4 separate regions of the Mus musculus genome follow, and regions 1, 2 and 4 are each linked to region 3. The links are chromatin contacts, called in public HiChIP or PLAC-seq and promoter capture Hi-C maps. All regions are on one chromosome and are shown on one strand. Each heading gives the region's core, a stretch centred on a gene start, on an enhancer-like site or on the middle of the called end of the contact. The rest is flanking DNA. Distances are from core to core; before and after follow the strand shown. Region 1 has its middle 24 kb from the start of Suv39h1. Region 2 holds the start of Syp (synaptophysin). Region 3 holds the start of Otud5 (OTU domain containing 5). Region 4 holds the start of Ccdc22 (coiled-coil domain containing 22).

The links. Promoter capture Hi-C pulls out the DNA fragments that hold promoters and counts their contacts. HiChIP or PLAC-seq counts read pairs in DNA pulled down with a chosen protein or histone mark. Capture Hi-C pulls out chosen DNA fragments and counts their contacts.
Region 1: a contact with region 3 is called in an H3K4me3 HiChIP or PLAC-seq map of embryonic stem cells, with 9 read pairs. The contact joins the enhancer-like site here to the promoter of Otud5 in region 3. A contact is called at or near these places in 5 of 39 promoter capture datasets (the C10 cell line, the HPC-7 cell line, cranial neural crest and 2 more), 3 of 115 datasets of contacts at active chromatin or transcription factors (the SCID.adh cell line, embryonic stem cells and large pre-B cells) and 2 of 9 other capture datasets (liver and pancreatic islet).
Region 2: a promoter capture Hi-C map of liver shows a contact between it and region 3. The contact joins the promoter of Syp here to the promoter of Otud5 in region 3. A contact is called at or near these places in 5 of 39 promoter capture datasets (cranial neural crest, frontonasal cranial neural crest, maxillary cranial neural crest and 2 more), 1 of 484 Hi-C or Micro-C datasets (uterus), 1 of 115 datasets of contacts at active chromatin or transcription factors (microglia) and 3 of 9 other capture datasets (adipose tissue, liver and pancreatic islet).
Region 4: a promoter capture Hi-C map of erythroid cells shows a contact between it and region 3, with 5 times the contacts expected there. The contact joins the promoter of Ccdc22 here to the promoter of Otud5 in region 3. A contact is called at or near these places in 8 of 39 promoter capture datasets (3T3-L1-derived adipocytes, the SN4741 cell line, embryonic stem cells and 5 more) and 1 of 484 Hi-C or Micro-C datasets (LSK cells).

What each region holds. Positions count from the first base shown.
Region 1 is chrX:8,049,179-8,052,209 of GRCm38.p6, forward strand. No RefSeq gene overlaps it. Among named protein-coding and RNA genes, the nearest start is that of Suv39h1, 24 kb to the right of the region's middle. Within about 2 kb of position 1,758, at least 8 of the 459 cell types and tissues checked have an H3K27ac peak or open chromatin away from gene starts, as enhancers often do. A contact at or near this core is called in embryonic stem cells, where this site is marked.
Region 2 is chrX:7,637,147-7,639,846 of GRCm38.p6, forward strand. It overlaps Syp (synaptophysin), which reads left to right and starts at 1,434. Exons shown (of 7, transcript NM_009305.2): 1 at 1,434-1,582. The coding sequence starts at 1,547.
Region 3 is chrX:7,840,428-7,843,127 of GRCm38.p6, forward strand. It overlaps Otud5 (OTU domain containing 5), which reads left to right and starts at 1,404. Exons shown (of 9, transcript NM_138604.3): 1 at 1,404-2,283. The coding sequence starts at 1,690.
Region 4 is chrX:7,604,124-7,606,823 of GRCm38.p6, forward strand. Ccdc22 (coiled-coil domain containing 22) reads right to left here and starts at 1,297. Exons shown (of 17, transcript NM_138603.3): 1 at 1,121-1,297; 2 at 37-214. The coding sequence starts at 1,170.

The DNA of each region.
Region 1 (3,031 bases), core at 508-3,007, 210 kb after region 3:
AGGACACGTGTTGTTTGGAGGCAGTATAAAAAGGACTCCACAGCCCGTGAAAGAGGCTGAGCTAGGTTTGCTTATAGAGCTAGCTGCGCACCACTTGTTGATCTCTTTCTTGTCTTTGCTGCTCTTCACTTCTCTGAGAGAGGTACAGCTAAGAACTCCCAGCGTTCCTCCAGATCCCTCTTGCTGACTTGTGCCGAGGCTGAGGCCTGGCTGGCTCTGCTAGCTAGTGCCACCCGCTGCTGATTCCTGTTTGCTGTACCGACTCTACCGTACTGGACTGCTGGTGTATCTGTGAAGTGTTTGCGAGTGGATCACGCTGCTGCTGCTGCTGCTAACCTGGGAACTGAACTACTGATTTTCCGACAACACAGATGGAAGTTGCTCCAAAGAGCCATTTCTAAACAGGTCCACTTTCCCCATATCCTTTCTTTCCCATTACCTCTGGTTGGTGGTGGACTACAAGGGAGGTTAAAGTGTCTGAGAACCATCATTAAAAATAAGGGTTGAGGGCTGGAGAGATGGCTCAGCAGTTAAGAACACTGACTTGAGTTCAATTCCCAGCAATCACATGGTGGCTCACGACCATTTATAGTGAGATCTATTACCCTCTTCTAGTGTGCAAGCATACATGCATACAGAACATTGTATATATAATAAATAAATATGTCTTTAAAAAAATAAGGGTTGAAGTTACAGATTTGAGAAAATGCCTCTAGAAGATCAGAGTGTAAGTAAATTGATAGGGCATTTTCTTTTTTCTTTTCTTTCTTTCTTTCTTTTTTTTTTTTTTTTTGGTTTTTTGAGACAGGGTTTCTCTGTGTAGCCCTGGCTGTCCTGGAACTCACTTTGTAGACCAGGCTGGCCTTGAACTCAGAAATCCGCCTGCCTCTGCCTCCCAAGTGCTGGGATCAAAGGCGTGCGCCACCACCACCACCACCGGCGATAGGACATTTTCTTAATTAAGAAATTAATTAATGATTAATGAGGGAGGGCTCACTGTTAGTGGGGACATTCTTCGGCTACTGGTCCTGGGTTTATAAGAAAGCAGTCTGAGCAACAGTAAGCAGTAAGGAGCAAGCTAGTAAGCAGCACCTCTCCATGGCTTCTACATCAGCTCTTGCCCAGTTTGAGTTCCTGTCCTGACTTCCTTCAATGATGAGCAGTGATGTGGAAGTGTAAGTCAAACCCTTTCCTCCCAAAGTTGCTTTTGGTCATGGTGTTTCATCAGAGTAATAGTAATTCCAACTAAGATAGACAGTATCCTAGAACTGGGGTACTCTTAGCTCCTTATGAGTATATATCCCAAAATTTTAAGTTGCTTTAATCATTCTGTGTTTTTTATCAAGATGTGGGGACTGTAATGTTGTGGGGTTTTGTTTCATGATAATGTGGTATACCATACTACTTGAAGTTTGTTAAATTTGGGGGGGACTAGGGAGTCTAGGCTCTGGGGTTCATCTCTGTGGCAATTTGAATAAAAATGGCCCCCATGTGCCCATAGGGAGTGGCACTACTAAGAGGTGTGGTTTTGTTAGAGTAGGTGTGTAGCATAGTAATTCTGGGGGCTTGTCTTCCCCACTTTTGCTCTGGAGTAAGGATGGGGTTTTAGTGCACGTGCTCTAGCCCATTTTAGCTCCTGAATAAATGACACAGGAACGTAATAAATTTATTAACAAGCTGTAGGCACTCTGCTGGGCAGATTCTCCTCTATTCTAATCCTCTGAGGCTGCCTACTTCCCAGCCACATGGCCCTTTACCCACATCGGAGGCTTTCCCCACCTTGCTCTATTCCCTGTGTCCTCATGGCTGCTCTCTCATTGCACCTCAAGGTGAGTTCAACTTGTCCCTCTTTCTCTTCTTCCTCTCTCCTTTCTCTTCCTTCCCCCCTCTTTTGGCTTGGGACCCCCAGACTGGGATGGGATGTCCTGCCCAGCTATAAGCAAAATCACCTCTTTATTAATCAATACGAGCTGTGGAAAAGAATCTTTACACATTCCTGAGACTGGAGATGCTCCAAATAGCATGACAATGCTCATCTCTGGACTGCCCGGGGAGCTCTGTGCACAGCAATCAGCATCTGAATACACAGTGCACAAACCACCACCCAATATAGGTGTGGCATCTTGGGTGAAGATGTTGCTGTAGGGGCAAGTTTTGAGGTCTCAAATGCTTTTTTTTGTTTGTTTGTTTGTTTTTGTTTTTGTTTTTGTTTTGTTTTGTTTTGTTTTTTTCGAGACAGGGTTTCTCTGTGTAGCCCTGGCTGTCCTGGAACTCACTCTGTAGACCAGGCTGGCCTCGAACTCAGAAATCCACCTGCCTCTGCCTCTCAAGTGCTGGGATTAAAGGTGTGCGCCACCACGCCCAGCAAGTGCTCAAACTTTGATAAGGTTGTAGAACTCTCCCCTCAGCTCCTCTAGTACCACATCTGCCAAACGCCGGCCACCATGCTTCCTGCCATATGGACTAAACTCTTGAAACTGTAAGTCAGCCCCAATCTTTTCCTTTATAAAAGCTCCTTTATAAAAGTTTATAAATGTGGAGGCTGGAGAGAAGGCTTAGAGGTTAAGAGCACTGATTGCTCTTCCAGAGGTCCTGAGTTTAATTCCCAGCAACCACATGGTGGCTCACAACCATCTGTAATGGGATCTGATGCCCTCTTCTGGTGTGTCTGAAGACAGCCACAGTGTAGTTCTATATCTATATAAAATAAAATCTTTTTTTTTTTTTTTTTTGGTTTCTCGAGACAGGGTTTCTCTGTATAGCCCTGGCTGTCCTGGAACTCACTCTGTAGACCAGGCTGGCCTCGTCTAAAGGCATGCGCCACCATCGCCAGCTTAAAATAAATCTTAAAAAAACAAAAGAAAACAGTCCTTTCCTTGTACCTTGCCTTTGGTGACTAGTGCTGTCCCTTTGGCCCCTGCTATTCTTGGGGTCTAACTAGAAAAACAAACCTTTGATGGTATTAAGAAGAGTATGTCTTCAGAGCTCTGCCTTGTGGAGGACTAGAGTTCTTTGGTTTTATTTGTTTGTT
Region 2 (2,700 bases), core at 184-2,683, 200 kb before region 3:
GAGAGAACTGACTCCCAAAAGCTGTCTTCTGACTTCGACTTGTGCACCCACACATACACACAGTAAATAATTAAATGTTAAGAAAAGTATAAAAGCCAGAGCTAGCCGGGCAGTGGTGGCGCACACCTTTAGTCCCAGCACTTGGAGGCAGAAGCAGGCAGATCTCTATGAGTCCGAGATCTACAGAGTGAATTCCAGGACATCCAAGGCTACTGAGACAAACCCTGTCTCAGAGAAAAAAAAAAGCCAGAGCTCACATGATGCAGAGATAACATGCCAGCACCTGGGCAGGGGAGGAAAAAGGATAAGCTGAGGATAAGGTCATCCTCAGCTGCCTGGGAAAGGCATGGCCAGCCTCAGGCTAAGTGAAATCCTATCTCAAATATACAGCCGGGCAATGGTGGCCCACGCCTTTAGTCCCAGCACTTGGGAGGCAGAGGCAGGCGGATTTCTGAGTTCGAGGCCAGCCTGGGCTACCAAGTAAGTTCCAGGACAGCCAGGGATACACAGAAAAAAACCGGCCTCAAAAAAAAAAAAGAAAGAAACAAACAAACAAACAAATAAATGGTATCCAGTCAAATGTTTCCAAATTCAAGCAACAGAAGGGTATAAAATGGTGATTTTAATCTCAACTATATTTTTTCCCTTGCATTTTGTAACATGGCAATCATCACTGAGGGTGCTGGGCCTAGTTTTAGTATCATGAAAGAAGGTAAGTAGTCTGTTAAGAGACAGCAGAACCCACACAGTGAGATGAGAGAACCTATCTGGCAGGTAGTCCTCTCCTCACACTTATACAGGATTGCCCCTCCCCTTCCCTCCGTCCCTCTCTCTATGCTAAATAAATGTATTGTTAAAAGAAAGGGAGCTATCACACAATAAATACATGGATTTTTAAAAGAGGGCCAAGGAATAAACAGAAGGTAAACTATATAGTCGGCTATAATTTGACCAAGAAGAAGAGAAAAAAAATGAGATGGTTAGAGTTTGGATGTGCTTAAAATGCAGGTTTTCCAAAAGGAACCCTCTAGACCTTGAACTGTCTTTAAACTGTGGAGACGTTTAAACTGCAAGGACTCTGAACACTGCCATTACCTAGCTGTGTGACCTTGTGCAAGTCACTTAATCTCTCTGGAGACTCATTTTCCTCATCTGTAAAAACAGGACTAATAGTCACTGCTACATAGGGATTAAATGAGAGAACACACTTAACAAACAGGACTCAGGTTGGCAAAATGTCATCCGGTAGAACTGAGCGGTCCTCTTACCACCCCCCTCCCCCAGAGCTACCTGTTTTCTAAAAGGACCCTTCGCTCAGAGACCCAGAGTCTCTAGCCTCCCGAATGGAATGGCCGCAGGCGAGTTGGGGCGGGCGAGGAGTATGGGGCGGGGGGGAGCCATGGTGCGCAGGCGCTTGCTCAAAAGATAGGCAGGGTGCAAGGGGCGTGGCTGCCGCCGACTGGGCTGTTCCGACGATCGCGCACCGCCCCCGCCGCTCCCCGCGCCCGCCCTTGCTACCAGGCACCTTCCGCCCCCCGCATTGCTGATGCTGCTGCTGGCAGACATGGACGTGGTGAATCAGGTACGCGCTCCAGCACCGTGGACAGAGCCCGGCGCTTGCAGAAATCTGGGTGGCTTTGGCCCTCGAACCCTGAGAGGTGGTGGCGAGGGGAGCAGAGATACGGTCGCTGGAGCTGGGGCTGGGGCTGGGGCTGGGGCTAGGGGTCTGCAGCAGGCAAGGGGAAAGGGGGAGGTGGAGAAAAGGAGTGCGCTCTTTGCCGCAGCGAAGGCTGTCCTCACTGCCGCAGAGGGGGCCTCCAGATGCCCCAAAAGAACTGTCGACCTGGAGGGGGAAAAGAGAGATTCGGGTCTAGGAAGAGGGCAAAGGGGTAGAGAAGGGGAGGGGATAATGAAAAATGACTCGGGGGGCTGCAGATGAGCTAGGAAATAGAGCGACAGAAGGTGTGGGGGCGGGGTGGGGGAGGGTTGGCACCCGCCCCTCCCAAAAAGAATGCACCCCGGTAGATGACGACCCTTTCACCCCCGGAGCAGATCTAGAGGAGGACGATCCAATTTTGCCTCTCCAAAAAACCCCAGACTCCTCGTTCTCAGCGCATGTCCAGTAAACCCATGCCCCCAGCTCTTTCCCACCTTAAGAGATCACCTCCGCCATCTCCCTCTTCTTCGTCACCTCAAAATCGGCTTTCTCCCTAACCGGTAGCGACCCCTCCCCATCCCCATCTCCTCAGACACAACCATCGTCATCTGACTCACCTTTACCACTGCAGACCTCTCCCCTCTGCTGTTGTGACTCACCTTCAGCACTTGGTGCCCCCTCCCCCACTCTAATGAACCCCATCTTCTTCCACTCAACCTTTTCTCCAATCTGACTCACCTTTAAGCAGTTCAGACCTTCCTTCGCTAACTAGTCTGGACCCCCATCTATTTTCTACACCCAACCTCCTCTGCCATGTGACTCATCACCTCACACTTCACCACTCCTGAGCCCTGGGGGTGGGGGGCTGCTGAGACCCTGATGTTTACTCCGTCCCCAAAGTGTCGTTTTTCTCCTCCTCACTCCCTCTCCATATGTCACCCACTCCCGGAGGGTCACATGTCCTATCCCCAGGGATCATTGCTTGGCAGCCTGGCCCCTCACTTCCATCCCTATTTCCCACACCCCTTCCCCTCCCCACTGTT
Region 3 (2,700 bases), core at 154-2,653:
TGGCTTTAAGCTCTTGCTCCTACTGCCTGAGCCTCCAGAGCCATGATAATACTAGTTTTGATATTGCACTTTTGTTATGTAATCTCAAAAGAGACAATGATTTGTACAAAGTCAATAGTTCATAATGATCCACGTGTGCCTAGAACTGATGTTTTCCTTATAAGGAATCAACGTCCAGGATTTTTCTGCACTACCACAGGTTCTAACTTATATAGCACTTACTGTGTACAATGCACAGAACCCGGCCATTTATTGGCTTTCATTTCTACCACATAGAAATTATTGCTGCTGGGTGGTGGTTTAATCCCAGCACTCAGGAGACAGAGGCAAGAGGATCTCTCTGAGTTGAAGCCAGCCTGGTCTACAGAGTGAGTTCCAGGACAGCCAGGGCTACACAGAGAAACCTTTTCTCGAAAAAACTAAATAAAAAAAAAAAAGAAAGAAAGAAAAGTTATCGCTAATCTATAGAGAAGTAGAAATAGAGACTAGATTGGGTGTGAACTGACTTGTTCCAAACACTCAGACATTAAGGGCCAAGATAGTATTAGCGTTTTAGCTGCTCAATATCAAGGAGTTTGCCAACACCACTGGGTGACACTAGCTGCTGACAGTCTTGTTTCGTAAATATTCTCTTTTCCTGAGTAAACTTTTGTTTTGTTTTGTTTTGGTGGTAGGGGGGGTGAAAAGCCTGTACCGAGCCTGCGCAATAGACAGACGCTAGAGGTGAACGTGAGGGTAAGAGGGCGGAGGTGACAGAGAAGGCGTGTTTTTCCGCCAAACACTATCAGTACGGTGCACGTCTGTCTATCGGTTGGCCCATCTGAAGTGATGGACAGCTTCGTGGAACTAATCACCGCAAGATTACGACTGTTGCCAGGGTGAAGTAGGACCCACCCTCTTGGGTTGGCGGATGGGAGGAACAGGAAGTGACGCCAGAGGGGACGCTGTGCTCTGGGAATGTTGATGTTTTCCAGTGAGTGTAACTGAGTTCCAGATGGAATCCTTGGAGAGCCGAGTCTTACTGTATATAGTAAGACAGACCGCTCTGTTTATGCACAGTGCCGACGCCTCTGAGCTCAAACCTCGGGGAAAGTAAAGCATAGACTGGGAGCCGAAAGGAGAAGCTGGGAAGAAGGCTGCCGACTTTGAAATTCGAGGCGGAGGACTTGAGAACGAGCGCTCAACCCGGATTGGCCAGTGGGTGTCGTCAAGGCTTTACGCGCCTCTTCAATTGGCTGGTGTCTGCAGTCGTCCCGGCGGGCGAGCCTTTTGCCCACGTACTTCCGTGCAGGGGGCGGGGCTGCGTCCTGTTGTGCATGCGCACAACCAGGAAGCCCCACCCGGTAGTTGAGGAACCTGCGGAGGGGCGGGGCGAAGCGGTGCTTGTTTTGGTTGTGTTTCCTCTGAAGCCGAATCCCGGAACCAGGTAGCAGAGAGCTCGGCCGGCCTTGGAGGGAGACAAGGCTGCGACCAATCCGTCTCCGTACCGTCCCACTGGACTTCACATCCGGGATCTCCTCCTGGGCGTGACCCGCGTCCCGTCTGCGGTCCTCGAACCGGTGTCCTGATCTCTTTATCCAGGCCTTGCTGTTCCCGTCGTGCCTCGCGCACGACCGTAGCCCCCTCATCCGGGTTCTCTCCCGGCGTTCTCCGCGTTTGCTTTGCTGTGGGGTACTTGGCGGTGCCGCCATGACTATTCTCCCCAAAAAGAAGCCGCCACCTCCCGACGCCGACCCGGCCAACGAACCGCCGCCGCCCGGGCCGCTGCCCCCGGCGCCTCGGCGCGGTGCGGGTGTAGGCGTGGGTGGCGGCGGCACGGGTGTGGGCGGAGGAGAGCGCGACCGTGACTCCGGCGTCGTGGGGGCCCGTCCCCGGGCTTCGCCGCCACCTCAGGGCCCGCTCCCGGGGCCGCCTGGTGCTCTTCATCGTTGGGCACTGGCCGTGCCGCCTGGCGCAGTCGCGGGCCCTCGGCCACAGCAGGCTTCTCCACCTCCTTGTGGGGGCCCCGGTGGCCCCGGCGGCGGTCCTGGTGACGCTCTTGGTGCGACAACTGCGGGGGTGGGCGCGGCAGGGGTGGTGGTGGGCGTGGGTGGTACCGTGGGCGTGGGCGGCTGCTGCTCGGGGCCCGGGCACAGCAAGCGGCGGCGTCAAGCTCCCGGCGTTGGCGCAGTTGGCGGGGCCAGTCCGGAACGTGAAGAGGTCGGAGCGGGCTACAACAGTGAAGACGAGTATGAAGCTGCCGCAGCGCGAATCGAGGCCATGGATCCCGCCACTGTAGAACAGGTAAGGGCTGGAAGGTGAGGGGCTGTTGGGCAGAAACAGCGAGTGAGTCTACCAGGCTGAGAAGGAGCGCAAGAAAATGTTTGAGATTGGTCCAAGAAACCCAGGTCTTGATGCTGGGCTTGACATTCTTTCCTGGTGGTGGAGGCATGGCTTCCCCCGAGGACTTGATAGGGGCTCTAAGTTAAGTAAGTTAAAGTACTCTTTTGCAGTCCTGAGATCTTCTCTAAGTGACTGGCATTGGGAATTCCCCAGGAGTCGCAGATACGATGGAGCCCTTCCTTAGAGGAAGCTCTCAGGCCTCTCTAAGGGACTTTGGTTCAGTAACTTTTTCCTTTAGGACAAGTGTGAGATTCCCTCCCGCAAAGAACTCGAATTAAGGTGGTGTCCTCAGAGAAATAGTCTAAGCATACCCAAGAA
Region 4 (2,700 bases), core at 47-2,546, 240 kb before region 3:
GGAAGACAGTGTGCACACTGGGAGGAGGGCACTCACCATGCAGGCCTGGGCCAGACTCATGGCCAGGCGGAAGCGGGCAGACATGGCTGGTGGTAGCAAGTGACTGAGGCCAGAGCCCACATCAGGATTAATCACTCGAAGGCATCGGACCACAGCCTCTACGACCAGCTCAGTGGTGAAAGCTCGCAGAGTCTGCACTTCTGGAGGAACTGCCCTAAAAAGGAAAGCACCAGGCTTGAGTAGTTAGGAAACAAAGTACAGACTTCTAGAGAGGGAATGCTCTAGAATCCAGGTCGGGGCAGGGAACAACCAAGGCTTCAACAGATCCTGGGTGCTGGTGACTATGACCTTTACTTAGTCCTAAGACCTCGGTGAATGAGGGTGACCTGAATTCAGAAAAGTCTCAAACTCCCCTACACTTCAAAGTTTCCAACCTCTGGGATCTGCAAAAGTGAAAATGGTCCAAGTGGCACAGTCTCCATATTTCTGGGCACCAGGACATTGTTCTTTGCATGGCAAGGCCTCCTAGATCTACGAGGTTTGGGAAAGCTACATAGGAAGAGGCTGGAGTTTTCAGAAGTCTCAAATGTCAGGGTCAATAAATAGAAATAAAAAATCGGGCATCCTAAATTTTGGCATCAAGGACTTTTAGGTCCCTCAAATAGTGCATCCTTTGTGTTCCTGTGTTACCAAGTGCTGCTACTGTCAGAATGTAGGGCCCTGGTATTTTGATAAGTCCTGGGAGTTTCAGGAGTTATTGTTCGAAGATCAAGTTGCCAGTCTCAGGAATTCTGGAGACTCTGGGTGCCAGACTCCTGTGTTATCAGTTTCCTGGTGTGGGTGTCCTGGAACCTCTAGATATCAGGATCCCAGCATATGCAGGTCTCAGTTTGTAAGGTGTCTGAGTCCTCGAGGTTTTACCCAATGTCCACATCAAAGTATTTAGGAAAGTCATGATGTTAGAGTGTAAGCAGGGAGGAGGAGGAGAGGCTTCGGAATCCTGTAAGTTTGGGCCTTTGGGTGTCAAGGTCTTCATTTTAAGGTTCCCGGGTAATGGGGGTCCTAGGATTTGGAGTCCCGGATGTGAGCAATTGGAGGCGACTGGGGGTTGCGTACTTACGTGCCCGCCTGGCGCAAGGAATGGATGAGGATTCGGTCAGCCTCCTCCATGGTGGAGTTAATTCTAACTCCGGGGCTGGGTCTAGGACCAGATCAGAGAAATTGGAGCTCTCCGCGCTGCTCTCGGCGCGGCGAGGACAGAGAGTCACGTGCCGCGCGAGGAACATTGGGAAATGTAGTTCTAAGGAGTGAGCGTTGCGCAGGCAGCGGCGCTGGAGGCGGGGTGTGAATTACGTAATGGCTCCTGGAAGTTGTAGTTCTTTCACTTGTAGTCCCATGGTCTCCTCCAAGGGAAAAAAAAAGGAAATGGGCTGGGGAGTTGAGAGACAGGACAGAGAAAAATTTTCATTTATAAGACACGTTCATCTTCCAAGCTATAAAAGTTTATACGTGTACAAAATGACTGTTCCCCCGTGTCTTGCTAGCCTCATCTGTAAAGTGAGAATTTGGATAATACCTTCTTCCTAGGGTTAAGACATAATTGCTACGACTGGGGATGTGACTCAGGATAGCCTCACAACCTGAGTTCTCTCCCTGAGATCCACATGGTGGAAGGCAGGAAATGACTTGATAAGAGTCTGAATTCCACGTGTGCACTGTGACACATTTATGCTCGTGAGCACACACAAAAGGATCATAAATAGATTTTAAATAAATAAAACAAACGTCATTGCTCGAGTAAACCTACTTAACCACCAACCACAACAAACTGAGGTCGATCCTCCCTGGGACCCAAGAGACATAAAAAGAGAATGGACTCCTACAAAATGTCCTCTGACATCTACACATGTGCAGCAGTACCACTATCATGCACACAAAATAGATGGAAAAAGCAAAGAATTACTAGACCAGGCGTAGTGGTAAACATCTGTAATCTCAGCACCTGTCCCAAGTGTAGATTGGGCTACAGAAGGAGATCACCTCCTTATGAAACCATTCCTTATTGAACAGCCTCTTTTGTCTCTACTATCCAGTAGTGCTAACATTTGTCATAATCACACATACACATCACATACTTGACTCAGTTTCTGAACTAAGCTCTCTCTCTCTCTCTCTCTCTCTCTCTCTCTCTCTCTCTCTCTCTCTCTCTTTCTCCTCTCGTTGTGCTATCCTGTCTTGCTTTGGTTTGGTTTTCAGACAACAAAATCTTGCAATGTAGCCCAGGCTGGCCTCAAAATTGTAATAATAATATTTCTTTCTCCCAAGTGCTAGGATTAAAGGCTTGTACCACCGCCCCTGACTGTATTCTATTTTTAATTACTGTAGATTTACAATGAGTCTTGATATCATATATGGCAAGCCCTCCCATCTTGTTGTCTTGTTCTTTTTCAAAATGGATTTGGCTTTTTTGTTTTTTGGTTTTGGGGTTTTTTGTTGTTGGTGGTGGTGTTTTGGTATTTTGTTTTTGTTTTTGTTTTTATTTTTTGTCATTTGTCTCAAAGACTGTCAATTCCAAAGAAAACTATGCTGAGATTTTGTTTGGTATAGCTAATGCAGAATGCCAAGAAGATCACTTTGGGGAACTTTACAGCATCACTAAATGTTACATATTTCTCCATTTTATGTCCCTTTGATATTTAC